Linked DNA regions of Mus musculus: region 2 is linked to region 1. The links are chromatin contacts, called in public HiCAR-type maps. All regions are on one chromosome and are shown on one strand. The core of a region is the stretch at or near the end of the contact, and the rest is flanking DNA. Distances in the headings are between cores, read along the strand shown. Region 1 has its middle 15 kb from the start of Gm39919. Region 2 holds the start of Ctxn2 (cortexin 2).

The links. HiCAR-type assays count read pairs that join an accessible place to other places.
Region 2: a HiCAR-type map of astrocytes shows a contact between it and region 1, with 4 times the contacts expected there. The contact joins the promoter of Ctxn2 here to the enhancer-like site in region 1. A contact is called at or near these places in 8 of 39 promoter capture datasets (the 3T3-L1 cell line, the C10 cell line, cranial neural crest and 4 more) and 1 of 115 datasets of contacts at active chromatin or transcription factors (astrocytes).

Annotation. Positions count from the first base shown.
Region 1 is chr2:123,812,282-123,815,179 of GRCm38.p6, forward strand. No RefSeq gene overlaps it. Among named protein-coding and RNA genes, the nearest start is that of Gm39919, 15 kb to the left of the region's middle. Within about 2 kb of position 1,555, at least 55 of the 459 cell types and tissues checked have an H3K27ac peak or open chromatin away from gene starts, as enhancers often do. A contact at or near this core is called in astrocytes, where this site is marked.
Region 2 is chr2:125,135,442-125,138,529 of GRCm38.p6, forward strand. Ctxn2 (cortexin 2) reads left to right here and starts at 1,251. Exons shown (of 2, transcript NM_001162934.1): 1 at 1,251-1,839.

The DNA of each region.
Region 1 (2,898 bases), core at 305-2,804:
CATTGTGCTGTACTTAACAACCACACTGAGGGGCCAGGCTGTTGTGAGGAAGGTGCCCTCCTCCGCTAGAGAGCACAACTGCCTGCTGACCTCTAGTACTGCCCTAGCATTCTCCTTCTCTTCAGAAGCAGAAACATATTTACTAGACAGAATATAGTCTTTGGTACAGCTCTTAATTGTCTTTAGGGCTACAGTGTATAGTCAAAATAATGTTTTGCAAAATTAATTATATTCTGAGTGGCCTCATCAGCCTGGTTGTCCCAGCAATCGCTATGGTAATTAGAACTACTTGTTATTATTGGTTAAGGAAAGATTGTAAATATACATTTTTTTTTCTGGGAAGATTGGAGACTATACCACAGTTTTCATTTTTAATTGGATATTTTATTTATTTACATTTCAAATGTTATCCCCTTCCCTGGTTTCCCCTCTGCAAACTCCCCTATCCTATCCCCCCTTACACTGCTTCTATGAGGGTGCTCCCCCACCAACCTATCCACTCCTCCCTCACTGCCCTAGCTTTCCTCTACACTGGGGCATCAAGCCTTCACAGGACAAAGGGCCTTCCCTCCCATTGATGCCAGATAAGGCCCCTTCAGCTCCTTCAGTTCTTCCCCTAACTCTTCCACTGGGGTTCCTGTGCTCAGTCCGATGGTTGGTTGCAAGCATCTGCCTCTGTATTGGTCAGGATCTGGCAGAGCCTCTCAGGAGATAGCTGTAATTTGTCCAGCTTTCCTTTCCTTTTTTTTTTTTTTTTTAATTTAACTTACATGAGGATGACATCATATTGCTGTGTGTTCAAGTGAAAACTGGAAGTTTTGATCTTGTGGTGCTTTCAGAAAGAGGTTGTCCTTTAAAAAAAAAAACAAAACAGAGCTACTACCAAATCTTTAGGAAAAGGAGCATAGATACCCTGGGTTCCCATAGGGCGGAGTTTATGCCCATCCATATTTTGGTTTTAGACATGCCTGGCACCAGTGCATATGCCTCTCTCCCCTGCCTTGTGAGTCCTCAGGCTGCCAAAAACTCAGTCAACTTAGCTGTGCCTCTCCATCAGCTTTGGTAACTCTCCAAGCTTTCTTAAGTTAAAATAAAGAAAATGGTAATTGAGTGAATTCAGTTCTGCCTTGACCTTCCATGAACTCGGTTTTCTTTGTAGGTGTTTTACCATTCGCTGTGCATCTGCGTTCAACTTCTTAACTACTGTGCAGCTTTAGGCAAGAATTTCTAAGAAGCCAGGAGAATCAAAGTGAGTGATTCTAAATCAGGCTGCACCGAGTTCATTGGAAGAGTGATTTACAGATGTGTTCAGATTTCCAAGATGGGCAGTGCATACCCACAAGGACAGATCTTCTTTGTGCAGTGGCCTAACTGTCACTCATAAAACACACAGCACTGTACTATCGCTAGGACCGTTCGGAACACCTGACAACTGTTGAACAAACACAGCAATTCATTAGAACCTCGGGAAGTTTTCTCTCGAGCAGTGTGAATAGGCTCGCTTAAGCTCCAGGACAGAATGCTAATGCAGCCAGCCTGTGATCAAAGTGGACTGGCATGCGCGGTTAGGACAAGGCATAACTCCACACTGGTGTTTCTGTTTGATTCTTTTGTTCATGGAGAACAGCACTGCCAGCGGAAGCAAGCGTGCACTCACAGGGGGCCACTGACAATTCCCAACAAGCGAATCAGGCAAGGCCAAGAAGTGTTCTGAGAGCTTGATGTATCCAAAGACAGTTTTGTTCTGATTTTCTTCTTCTTCTTCTTCTCCTGTAACTCAGGCCTCGCCATAATGTATTTTCATTACCCTGTGCAGACTGACTGGCCAGACAGCCACAGTCCCTCCCCATAGCCTGCAGAAGTAACCCTGGAAGCTGGCAAACACTCGGGGGCCTTTGATTGCTAGAGACAGGTTAAAAGCACTTACTCTGGGTTCACTGTAGCAGTGTGGTTGTGGAGGTCCTTGCTTTCCCTGTTTGATAACCAAGCAATGCTCCTGTCCCATGACATGTCACACATGTAATTTGTTTTTGTGCCCATCCTCCTCCCATCTCTGAGCTGGAATTAACAGTCCCCATAGACTCTGCTGTTACTATATTCAGACACAGCTATAATGGCTTTGAAGGGGAGCTTAATTCTGGTTTTCTTAATGCTCATCTTGTTTAAGATGACAAAGTAAGCTTAAATTACAAATTAACTCCTTCCTCAACATCCCTGATTGCTGTTACACCTGCAATGTGGAACTTTACTGTGACAATATACTGTAATAATAAAATCATGCTTTGAAAAGATATAGCTAGTGAAATTAAATATAATATTATACACTTGTGTGATCTCCATGAAACTATGTATATATTCATTTTTATTTCAAATGTTAATTAGTGGAAATCAGAGTCCAAAAATTCACCCAAGCATGCCTGGTCAATCACAAAAAGATTCAGGGCTAGTCAATAAAATGAAAATAATATGCTTAAGAAAGAATTGGAGACCACTTACACGCTTATGTACTAAAAATTAATTTTAAAAACTGGTATTAGTAGAACACCATATGAGGTTGCCTGCTATCCTCTCTATGTTCACATACTCACACATGCATGCACAAACCTGAACACACACAAGCATAAAATTGAATGAGGGAAAAAATATCACAACCTTTGATATGGTAGAGGATTTTTATCCTTCACCTGGGGATACAGAGCACAGACTTTACTTGGCAGATGGGACTTTGTAAAATAATATCCCATCTTGAAAGAGTGCTCTTTAGAAAATGAAGAAAAAAGTCATACCTGAGACAAAATATTCCAAAATAGTATTAAATGAACTCTTGAAAATCAAATAATAAATACATCTTGTAAAATATAAGCAGAAGCATCTAACAGAAACTACACTGCAGATCAG
Region 2 (3,088 bases), core at 1-2,500, 1.3 Mb after region 1:
GAAATGATGTAGATATTCCATTTGTGGCTGACACTCTGTGCAACATCTTTGTAAGACTGTTTCATTTCCTAAGTGATAATACTCTAGATAGTCATAAAATTTGTCAAATATCGTCACGCCCAAGTTCTCCACTAAATAACAACAGCAGCAATGATAATGTACAAATTCTGTATCTGCATTTTCTCAAATATTAACGACTGAAGAGTTCATAAGATGAGCAATTAAGTTCGTAGGGAATCTACAGGTGCGTGCCAAGGATAGGTTCTGGGAATCGTGACAAAACATGATGGCTGTTAATAATACTAAAGGTGAGTGTGGAGGAACCTCTCGAGGAGAGGTGAGAGGGCCGGTGGCTGTGTTGCTTTAACGTGTTCTGCTTTGCTTCCAGTGAGGTCTGTTTACAATGTGAATATTCAACCACGTTTTAGAAAACCTGCACCGCATCTACCTAATGGTTTTGTCACAATGGTAGTTCAGTATCTTCTTGCAGGAAAGAGGTCAGCTTCAGCGTTTCAGCACTGCGGACAGCTCCAGGGCGTCTGCGGGAAGGGGTGGGGTGGAGTAAAGGGGGCGTGGGTAGTGGAAATGAACACCAAAAGACTAAGTGACGCATCAGTATTCGGTTAAACCAGTGCACTTTTCACACCGTTTTTTTCCTTTGTCTGATCAAAGGAAACATAAAAATCTAGTGCCTTCTAACAACCCGGGACTGCTGTTTCCACTCACAGCGAAATGCCTTCGGCACAGCTGGGGACATAACAGAGACAAGGATTTTCGCAATGAATTAATTAAATCCTCACTACCCCAAGATGCACAAATAGTGACGAACCCCGATTGCTAAGCTTCAGGATGCGATGTGAGTGAAAACGAGCCCTGGTCTCTGCTTTTTCTGACGGACCTGAAAACCAGACCCTGTTGCTGCTGTTAGTCCCTTCCCTATCTCACGTCCCACCTCGTTGCTTTCACATCTACATACTCGCAAATATTTACACATTGTCACATCGGAGAAAGGCACACATGCACACACATTTTCCTGCAAACACTCGCGCACGGGTCCTTCCGCGGCTGCCCGTGTCCTGTCTCTCACCCAGACACAGACATTATTTACACACGTAGGCCAGGAAAGCGCTACCCACGGTCCTGTGACTCCACGCAGGTCCTCAGAACACGCCGTTTACACGAACCGAGATCGGCGAGCACAGACAAACCTGCCAACAAGTCTACTGGCTGGAATTCATCTCCATGGCAACAAACATGGAAGGTGAGCCCATCCATCCCTGCTGCCTGCGAAGTAACTTTCTCCCCCTTCCTCAGCATTCACCAACAGGGTTCCAGCGCCAGTCCCCAGGAGAAGGTGTCCTTTTTCTCTTGGATTTTAGAAACAGGAGAGCCGAGTGGGGGGCAGGGAGAGCTTGTAGGTTTGGTGAGCTCAAATTCTAAAAAGAAACGAATGCCTCTGCAGCTGCTGATGCTGTCAAGAAAGAAAAAAGAAAGAAAGAAAACGTGTTGTGTGTATACAGATTGCTGATGTTTCTCCCATAGTGTCTTGTAGGAAGTTTCCATGCTTCCTGCAGTTTAATATGTAGAAGGCAACTGGCGACAACGCAAGGTAGAACACTAGCAATGGTCTAGGCTTCTTTAGTGAGACATGTTGAGAATTTTCAGATCGACCAGTGCTTTGGAAGGAATGGGTGTCTGAGGAGCCAGCCAGTTGTTCTCTTAAGGAAAATCTCTCAAGGTTGACGTCTCCAGAGCTTTGGGGTAGATTCTTGAAGATCCGAGGTTTTGGAACTCTAGGAAACCAAAATGCATGCACTTCAGCATGATGAAGACATCTGGGTTTGTAATTTAAGGTTTTCTTTTGATTCCAACACATCCATTCCTAAATGATAGCTGTGTACAGATGTGGCCTCAGTAGTGCTTTCTGCTATTGCTTATTTAAACAGGATTTAGCAACCTTTATATTTGATGAAGGGTCTGTTGTTTTTGTACAGAAGAGCTTGTGATTTTTTTTTAAGCTTGAGTTTGCATGTCTTGTTTCATAAAATTACAAGTATCCTCTCATTAGAGTGCAATCATCTTGCACTCCAAGTATAACTATTTCAGATTTAATGTTTATGATGTTATTGCTAGATAAATAAACAAGAAGGAAAACCTGTTGATTAAAATAAAGACATGGGAGGTTCTTAGGAGGTGCCTACACTTTACCATTAGCTTCTGCAACTGCATGCTAATCTGTGGCAATTAAATAACCGTTTTTTGAAAAATGAATTTGATAGCTCCTAATCAGTAAATAATTCACAGTAAAAAATTTACCTACCACATTTACTCATGAACACGAAAGGTTACATAGCAGGTATAAAAATACTCTCTTTAGTCAGTTACTGGCAATAATATGATGTAAACAACTGAGCACAGAGGACGTTGTTGTTGTTGTTGTCAGTTATTTGTTGCTAACTACAAAGTGACTCCATGACATAGGGCCCTTTGATATCTACAGGTACTGCCATGGGCCAATGCTATGACTCATCAGGACTTAGAGAGCCCTGTATCTGACGTTTGCTATGAAAGAAAAGAGACACATTGAATGTGCTTGCTCACTACCAAAGTATCGAATCATTAATTCAAAATTAACAATCTTTTATCAGTGTCAGAATTCATATAACAATACACTTGAGTATTTCAATCATTCCATAGAGGGATGCTGATGGTTAATCGGAGCAGTGTTGATGATGTTAGTAACCCAGGGTATATTACACTTAAAGTAAATTCTACCTGGATTTGGCTTACATTCAACTCTTTTTTTCAAAAATTCACTTATTCTCTTGACAACTGCTGGTTTTCATATGGGCTTTTGTAAAATAAAAATCAATTCATAGCTTTGTTCCTTTGTAATCTATTTCTCTCATAATTCATTCATTTTCTATGTCTCAGTGAACATAGTACTAAAATATTATTTTCCTCCTGACATTAGCTTTACAATATCTGTTCTATGGAACCTAATGAGTGTACTTTTCTATCTCTTCCAATTACTGAAAATGTGTCTTTAATCCCAGGTGAAAAGTGGCTTTGAGACCTTGTTCATCAT